Regions from separate parts of the Hordeum vulgare genome. Here region 1 is linked to region 2. A link is a contact called in public Hi-C data. All regions are on one chromosome and are shown on one strand. The core of a region is the stretch at or near the end of the contact, and the rest is flanking DNA. Distances in the headings are between cores, read along the strand shown. Region 1 holds the start of LOC123408964 (dnaJ homolog subfamily B member 3-like). Region 2 holds the start of LOC123410222 (beta-glucuronosyltransferase GlcAT14B-like).

Region 1 (4,471 bases), core at 1,745-4,244, 550 kb after region 2:
CCAGGCCACCAAACGGCGCGGGCGTATCCCGTACGTTGTACTAGTACTTGGTATTTTGCCGGTGCCCGCCTCCTCCTCCGGAATCTTTCTTTCTTGGCCCGGACGTCAGGGATGGATCCAGCCAGCCAGCCAGCCAGCTCTTCGTAGGATTCGCCGCCTGCGTCTGCGTCTGCGTCTGCGTGTGTCTCTCTCTCTCCGCTTCGCTGTGTTCTCCAGCGGTTGGGTGGCGCCCTATGCACGTTCTAGAAAGAGAGGAGCCAGACGAGACGAATATACCCTTCCATCTTCTTGGGACCCAAGTCAGGAATCAGCTACTAGTGTTTTTTACCATCTCAGCTTAGTGCATTGGTCTGCTGTTGATTACCGCCCTTTTGCGTTTAAAAGTTGGGGGAATTTTATTTTTTTTAGAAAAGGAGGTCAAACCACCGGCTTCTGCATCAATCGATGCATGCAACCAACTTATTAATTATTCCACAAAGGTCTAACAAGAGTATACATCAATTCGCCCAAAGCCATCACTCACACCTACAAACTTGATAATATGGAGTGCTCTCACTCCACATATCTAAGACCGGTGTTGTTTCCAATCCATCCACATAACGTATCGGAAACAACAGCAGGTGCAGCACACCTAAAACGCACACCTCACGCACACGTTTTATGAGTCGCCATCCTCCTCGAACCACTGATCCATATTCAGGAAAGAGATCCGCATCATCTCTGCTAGTCCAATCATCCGTCGACGCCACCACGGCGCCCAACGACGCCACCGCCCTGCGCTCAACCGTCCAACTACGAAAACTCCGGGAGATCTGCCGTGCGTAGCACCTGCCAACTAGGCATGACTCAGCGTAGCACCTGTCGGCCAGGCATGACTTGACAACTCCACCGGAGTTAGGATTTTCACTCGAGAGGCAAGGAGGGGGAGCACAGGAGCAGATGTATACCGATGTCTTCAAAAAAGAAAAATGGCGCCCTTGAGCGTCTTCGTCGGCGAGGCCGGCCTGGGCCAACCAAGGGGTTTCCCCCAATCCGAATCTCCTCCACCGGCTTCACCCGCATGTAGGGCTCCGGCAAACGTCGGCACCGTCAAGTTCACAGGAGAGAGGCCCACAAATGAGGGCTGGAGGACAGCGGACAGATCTGGTGTCGCCGGCCGCCATAGCAGCCACCGCCGGCTGACTATAACCAGGTGCACCGCCCCCTGATCGGAGCCGACACCACCGAAACCGTGGCTGCCGCAGACAACGCCCCTGCCACCGCAGACGCGCTCAATCGCCGCTCCCTACTGGTCGCGCGCCCCGAATCCGCCATGGCAGCCCGGGCGGGCCAGATCCCGCAGCACCATAGCCCGCGGGGCAACGCCGACCGAGCCCGCGATCCCGCCGCCAAAGCCAGAGCCCGAGATCCCGCCATAGCCATCCCCGGGGCGCGTGCGGCTTTGTCGGCATCCCCTCCGACAGCAACGAAGCGGGTGGAAGGGCGGAGAGGGGTCCGCCGGCGGCAGGAGGGTTCGCCCCCGAGTCGCGAGGAGCGACGACGGGGGGGGGGGGGGGGTGGTGTCACGCGGATGTCCCAATCCCTACCCATGTCGGGGGAAATGAAATGACAAATCCAAACAAAAAACTTTGGAAAAAATGACAAGTGAGGAGGCGTGTGTTCCACAGGGACAGCGCGGATGCGCCAACTGGTGGTGGCGGCCTGTCCTGGACGGACCATGCACCGACGTGTCGCCGTCGGGGTTCGTCCATCTCCAGCGACAGTGGGCAGGCAGGATCGATCCCTCTCGCGCTAGCCGTCGGATACATTGGGCGTGTTTGGTTGCCTGGGTGCATCCAGGATGCATTGCATGAAGGAGCTTGGGTGGTCCTGGCCTGGTTGACCTGATGCAAAATAAAAATGAGATGTGTGTTTGGTTGGGTGCATGATACGAGCTGGGTTCAACTCAGATTTTGTTTGGTATATTGCATCTTGGGTTGTATGAGAGATGCAACATACAACAGATATTGTTTGGTGGGTTGTATGATGTCGAACAGATATAAAATAATTACAAGATAGTTTTGGTAATATCTTTGATGATTGAAATAATGAAAGAATATGGTTGAAGTAATTTAAAAAATTGGCAGCATCTTGTTTGTTTGTACGGTATAGAAGCAGCTTATGATACAATCAATATCCAATACACATAAATCAATATCCGATACACATAAATCAATATCCAATACATCTTAAAAATTCACATATTATAGGGCCACACATCCATATTAATCCAGTACATCTTAAAAGTTCACATATTATACATCTTAAAAGTTCACATATTCAAGTTACATTCCATACGAGCAGTACCCGTTCTTGGTGACGACGTCGCGGGTGAACTTGACCTGCTTCTTGCTGCCCCGGCAGAGCTCCTCCAGCTTGCACTCGAGGGTGCGCTCCAGCGGCAGCGCCTTGCGCATGATGGAGCTGAAGAACTCGGCGAAGGCGCGGCGCCCGCCCGTGTTGCCGGAGCTGTAGACCTTGGTGAACTCCCTGGCCGGCGTGGCGGGCGCGCTCCTCATGGAGAAGTCGTCGCTGCGCGTCCTCGCCATGCGCGCGCCGCCGCCGCCTCCGGAGCCGAACGTCCCGAACATCTCGCTGGCCCGGTCGTCGTTGCACACCCCGAACACCGCCCTGTTCTCCTGCTGGTCTAGGAGCGCCTGCACAACCAAAGGAAGCCCACGCCGACGCGCGCGAGCACAGCGAATCAAGAACGCGATTCCCACGGCGGCGACGCGCGCACGCAGGGAGGTGCCCGGGGAAGAGGCGGCGGGGCACTCACCTCGTAGGCCTCGGTGATGGCCTTGAAGCGCGCCTCGGCCTCGGGCTTGGAGGCCGGCGGGTGCTTGTCGGGGTGCCATTTCCTGGCGAGGCCCTTGTACGCGGCGCGGAGCCCCTGCAACGAGGTGCCCCTGGGGACGTCGAGGATCCGGTGGTAGAGCTCCGACGGGTTCACCATTGGAGTTGGAGGGGGACGGCGCCGCAGGAGATTCGGTCGCGGGGGGACGGGAGCGGCTCGCCGGGGCGGGGGCGGGGACGGGAGCGGCTCGCCGGGGCGGGGGCGGGGGCGGGGACGGGAGCGCGGCGCGGCGCGAGGACGAGAGCGGCGCGTAGGACGAGAGCGATGCGTCGGGAGGGAACCCTATCCTCCAGGCGAGAGCGATGCACGCGCGGGTCGCTGCACGCGCGGGTGCAGGCTCGCGGAAACGGCCCGAACTTGCGTTTCCCCGCAGCCTGGCCCGGAGGCGTTTTTTGCATCTGTCGGGCCAGGTCCAACTACACATACAGCATACCAAACAATCTATATTTTGCATGATGGATGCGAGCCAGATGCAATACAAACGAACCAAACACGCCCAAAGTGATTGAGAGGAAGGAGGGAGGGAGCGAAGGGGCGTTGGGCGAGGCCGCTTTAGCACGCCAACCACGTGTGTCTACCACAGGTCCGGAACTGACGACCCATGTTCCCTCCGCCCGTCCGGGCCCGCCCAGCAGTCACACCAACCCCTCGCCGCACCGGCACCAACACGGCGCCAACCACGGCAAGAAAAAAGTGCAGACGCGTACTAGCAGCATATAAACAGTTCACGGGCGAGGCGAGCGAGCGAGGTGGCCATTTCTTTTTCTTCTTCTACTCCTGCTGCCGCCGCCGCCAGTACGTTCCAGGATCACCGGAGCCCCGGAGGAAGAGCAAAGCGTACCGGAGGGAGGAAGATGAGGTGGACGGCGTTCGCGTGGGAGAGCGCGTCCCGGGCCTTCAACAACCGCCCCACCTTCACCGGCCTCGTCGTCGTCCTCGCCGCAAGGTACCTCCCCCCTTCCTTCCCCTTTCTCCGCCCACTAATTTCCATTTCCCTCGTCTTGGCCCCGGGGCTTGGGAATTTCGATCGGATCTGCTGCTACTGCATACCTCGTGTGGCCTCTAGGCTGCAGCAGCATTTTCGCGAATGTCGGGCACGAATTTTTGGAGCCTCCTGTCATTTTTTCTCGGAGAAGTACTCGGTGGCTTCGTCGTTTCGTTTGTGGATCCCTTCCGGGATAGAAATGTTCGGTAGTTGCTGCGGTTTCTCATCCTCCGAGCCGCTCAAACTGTTGTCTCAGTTCGAGATCACCTCGCGTATCAACGGGAGTAAATCGATTCTCCATCAGAGGGTAGCTCTGTTTTTTAACCAGATTTCGGAATGCTAGTACAAATCAAGGGAAAAATATAAGAATATACTCCCTCCGTCGGGAAATACTTGTCCTAGAAATGGATATAATGGATGTATCTATAACTAAAATAAGTCTAGATACAGACAAGTATTTTCGGACGGAGGGAGTAGTTATTTCTTTTATCCTGATGAAATGGGAAGAAAATTACCCGCAAAAATAAAACAAATGGAAAGAAAATAGTTGGTTAAACTAAACTAATCCTTCTTGCCACCTGTTTCGACCG
Region 2 (4,814 bases), core at 941-3,440:
CAATACCTCCAGACTGATATGCCAATACAACAAACAGAAATAGCCGCTGTTCTTCTTTATGCAAAAGGTACAACTTGAACTAAGAGCCTATAGCAAGTGTAAAAATTAAGAGCATAATTGAATAAATTTAAGCAAGTGGTTCTCAAAGGCCGCATGTATGCCGGCTGCCACACAAATGTACTGGTTTATGGGTAGAAATGTAGAATTGTCAATAATGAAATCAGAACGCAGGTCCTACCAGTATATAATTTGAAAGATGTTGGCAGTTCTCGCCGCTCAGTAGTCGTAGAAAGGTCAAACTTTTTTGACAGATAAAGCCCTGGGTCCAGAACTATGGGTTTTGCTCTTTGGATCCTGTGATGAAAGCACACAAACATCAGAAAAGCCAAAGTAGTTTGCGAAGGATAAACAGAGCTAGAGAAAATTAACGTGAATCAAAATACAAGTGTTTACACCATTAAGAAAATGTACCTTTTCCATCCAGATATTTGCATGTGCTCTATAAAATTAAGATTTCTTGGCAAAGACGAGAAAACATGAAGTATATCTGTACAGAAATAATAGCAGTTAACTACTCATGGAGTATGCAATAAATTAAGTATATCAGCACAGAGATACTGTCAGCTCACACTACAAGTACACTGCCATCAGTAGTTGCTGTTGATTTAGTAAAATTTTAAACGAGCACTGCACACTGGCACTTCACCCCCTATAACTTATCCATGGCCTCTATCCTCTAGGTATCTACGAAAGTGATGCTTCGCGACACTTACAATCTTTACTCAATGAGGAGTCTATCCTCTGCACAAGTGATGATAATGCAGAAGATATCTAGTTATGCTAGTCCAGGCTGCAGCGGAATTGCGACATATATGCCCCCGATGCCCACATGGCATGAATGATTTCAATCTTATGACATGATATTGTTACCCAACCCATTCCGCAGTGCAACATCTCAGACAACAGGAGTAAAGTCTCGGCAGGTAAATCAAGGAAATTGCCATGTTATCACATTGGCTGGTTTGTGTTTGCCAATCATGAGAATGCAGCTCCACCTTCCATTTAGTTGCTCAATTGCAGGATAATAAAACTGGAAATGTTGAACAAGAGCACTAACCATCTTGCGTCATGAGGGGATAATCTGAGGCGCTGAGGTTGATGAACCAGTCCCACTCCAAGCCTTCCTTGAGGAGGATCGCCACGGCGTGGAGCGTGCAGGCGACCATCGTCGGCCCCTTGTACGTGACCAGGTTGCCCTTGGCGATCACCCGCACATTCCCGACCTGGCTGAACATCGGGTCCCCCTTGACGTACATGGCCAGGTCAATCCTCTCCCGTGGCGGCGCCTCCAGATCCAAGTGCAGGATGTACTGGTTGCGCGGGTGGTATATCGCCTGCAGCACCCTCCGCATCCGCAGGCCGTCGCCCTTGGTGCCCTCGAGGAGGTACGCCAGCCTGGGCGGCTCGGCGTCGGAGTCGTCAGAGTTCACGGCGGCGTTGTCGGGGTTGTCGTTGTCGTCCAGCAGCCGGTCCTTTGCCTCGGGTTCCACTGACTGGCTGCTGTCCCGCTGCGACGGTGAGCCTCCGTCGTCCCAGTCGGTGAACGAGACGACGTCAAATAGGAAGGCGTCGTCGCCGGCCAAGTAGGGCGGTGAGAAGAGGCCGCAGGCGGCGGCCAGGAAGAGGGTGACCGACACGAGGAGGCTCGCGATGAAGGGGAGCAGCCACCGGCGGTCGTTGAAGGGCCTCCCGGGACCGGAGTTGAGGCCACAGCTCTTCCTCATTTGCTCGTACGCATTCAACTAGGACACCGCACCGATGAAGGGGGGGCGCGCACGACTCCAAATTCAAGGCTGTGCTTCCGGAATCGCTCTAGCTTGCGCACCTACATTCGCAAATCACGTCAAGAACAGTGAGTAGACTCCAATTTCTAGCCATCCTTCACACTTCAACAAATCCCCAATTCCTAAATCGGCATACCTGCGCTCCCGTGACCCCGCCGGGTGCCGCGTCACCGCCGTACGCTGCCTCCTGCGAGAAACCGGCCTGAGGGATCCAAATTGGTAGCTCCGTCCGTCTCCACGCTTTGGTCGGAGCAGCAGGCTGGAGTGGTTGAGCTCGGCAGCGTACAGCACTGGCAACACCACATTTTCCTCTCTTTCTTTTTTTTTCTATCGAGGAGGAGGAGCGCAAGACGAGATTTTCCTTTTTTTCATCTTTTTAGTAGGGCAACACGAGGTTTTCATTTTCACCATAAGAAAAGCCTCAGGACTGTGAGACACGGCACACATGAATTTTTACGTAGAAATTTACGAAAAAGATAAATTCATTTTTTTAGAATAATTACACCGGCTTTTACATCAAAATGATGTACGCAGGTATTTTATTAACAAAAATACCCATCAAGTATGTAGTTCAAGAACTGGAATTTTTTTTTAAATAAATACGGCCATAACCAGCACAAATAGAACTAGATGATTATACACATAGCATATTATTGGACAATCATCTTAATTGATTGTAGGATATATGTCTCTATATCGAAATATATGATTTTGTAGGGTAATTTAGCCTAAACACGTCATATAGTGTGATATGGAGGGGGATATTATATTATTACATTTTTATATTATAGATGTTATTTTATATTATTTTATGGACTGAGCGGTTAATTTAGTGTCAAGTGTCAGTTCTTGTTTTCTGCATATTTTTGTTTCGCAAAACCATACTTACCGAAACCAAACATGATATGACTTTTGATGATTTACAGTAGATCCTAGAAGCTTTGGGAGGAGGCAAGAAGACCCGCGAGGGGCCACAAACAAGTGGGGTGCACCCTAGGGGGTAGGTGTGTCAGGGAGGCTTGTGGTCCCCTCGTGATCCGTTTGACTTTATTTTTGGCCTATAAATTCCTAAAATATTCAGGAACCCTCGAAGCAAGACCCGAAACAATTTATTGTCGCCGAAAGCCTCTGTTCCACCGCAACCCCTTCTGGAGTCCTTTATCGATACTATGTGGAGAGGGAAAATCATTGGTGAGGCCATCTTCATCAACCTTGTTGCTTCCATGATGATGTTTGAGTAATTCCTAAAGGACCTACGGGTCCATACAATAGCTAGATTGCTTGCTCTCTCTATTTTGATTTTCAATATAATGATCTTCTCTAAGATCAGTCGGATGTAATATTTTGCGATGTGTTGGTTGGGATCCAATAAATTGTGGATTTATAATCAGATTATTCATAGAGATATTTTGAGTTCTTTAGCCTTCATATTTGCCTAATTTTATAGATTTCTATTTCTTTCCGATCTACGTGTCTAATTTGATCAAGTTTGATTGATTTATCTTCTACGGTAGAGGTGCTTTGTAGTAGGATCAACCTTGCGGTGACCCTGTCGAGTGACAGGAAGGAAAAGGGTGCGTATTTGTGTGGTTGCTACTTAAGGATAAAAATGGGGTTTGATCATATTGACTGGTCTTACTTGGTGTACATTATGTCATCTTGATTATTGTGTTACTCTATTTATTATGAACTTAATACTTTCATATGCATGCTAGATAGTAGTCTTAGAGTGAAGTAATAGTAATAGACGCAAGTAAGCTTAATGCTCTACTTATTACCAACGTAATGCCTATGCAATTATTAAGCCATGAATGATGTTTACAACAATGCATAGTTTGTTCAATTACCCAACAATAATTTTTTTACCCTTCATTATTCTACTTTCGAGAGAGATGGCACTACTGAACTGCTACGTCTCCAATGTACCAACAATTTATGAAGTATTCATGCAATATTTATCTGAGTTCTACATGATTTTGGTGCACTTTTATATGATTGTTGGAAACTAACCTATTGACCTAGTGCTAGTGCCAGTTTCTATTTTCTGGCTATTTTTTGTTTTGCAAAATATTCATACCAAACAAAGTCCAAATTTTCCACGAAATTTTATGGTATTTTTTCATGGACCAGAAAAGACCCACGGAGACTTGGAGATGTACCATAGGATTGTCGGGGGAGTCACAAGCCTGGGTCCCCCCAAGAGCGCGCACCCTGAGCACGTCGGTCCCTCATGCACCCCTGGCGTGAAACCGATGATGAAAATTCCTAAATATAGAAAGTCCATAAACAACCCGAGAACTTCCGCTCTGTCTCCGCAAGCCTCTATTCGGAAGCAATCCCATCTGGAGCCCTTTTGAAGTGCCCTGCCAAAGGGGTCATTATCACAGGCCATCTTCATCATCTCGGTGGTCTCCATGACTAGTAGGGGGTAGTTCACCCTCAGGGCTGAGGGTACGTACCAGTAGTTATTTGTTTGATCTCTCTCTCTCTCTCTCTCTCTCTCTCTCTCTCTCGTGTTCTTGATTTGGCACAATCTTGATGTATCACGAGCTTTTTTAATAAGTTGGATCGTATGGTGTTCTTCCCTCTCTATCTTGATGTGATGAATTTAGTCTTTCCCTTTGAGGTTTTGTTATGTTAGATTGAATATTTTAGATTTCATAACACTTGATGTATGTCTTGCACGTGGATACCTGTGGTGACAACGGGGTATTCTGTTGAGTCACTTATGTATGTTTTGGTAATCAACTTGCGGATTACCGAGGTGATAATGGGTTAATGTAGGCACATAGGTTGATATAGGTTTTCATCCTACTTTCCCCGATAAAAACTTTGGGGTACTCTTTGAAGTTCTTTGTGTTGGATCGAGTATGAGGAATCTAAAATTGTTCGGTGTTATTGTAGTATGAATTCTAGGATTGTTTGTGACCCTTATAGGGATAGATTAATAGATTACTCATAAAGGATAAC

The links. A called contact is a pair of places that touch in the nucleus more often than the background predicts.
Region 1: a Hi-C map of seedling shows a contact between it and region 2, with 4 times the contacts expected there. The contact joins the promoter of LOC123408964 here to the promoter of LOC123410222 in region 2. A contact is called at or near these places in 2 of 6 Hi-C or Micro-C datasets (leaf and seedling) and 1 of 1 datasets of contacts at active chromatin or transcription factors (embryo).

Annotation. Positions count from the first base shown.
Region 1 is chr7H:399,769,408-399,773,878 of MorexV3_pseudomolecules_assembly, forward strand. LOC123408964 (dnaJ homolog subfamily B member 3-like) reads right to left here and starts at 2,995. Exons shown (of 2, transcript XM_045101982.1): 1 at 2,819-2,995; 2 at 2,325-2,696. The coding sequence starts at 2,995. The coding sequence ends at 2,325. It overlaps LOC123409722 (external alternative NAD(P)H-ubiquinone oxidoreductase B2, mitochondrial-like), which reads left to right and starts at 3,597. Exons shown (of 10, transcript XM_045102582.1): 1 at 3,597-3,842. The coding sequence starts at 3,751.
Region 2 is chr7H:399,217,925-399,222,738 of MorexV3_pseudomolecules_assembly, forward strand. LOC123410222 (beta-glucuronosyltransferase GlcAT14B-like) reads right to left here and starts at 2,191. Exons shown (of 5, transcript XM_045103129.1): 1 at 1,981-2,191; 2 at 1,118-1,885; 3 at 472-547; 4 at 239-354. The coding sequence starts at 1,784.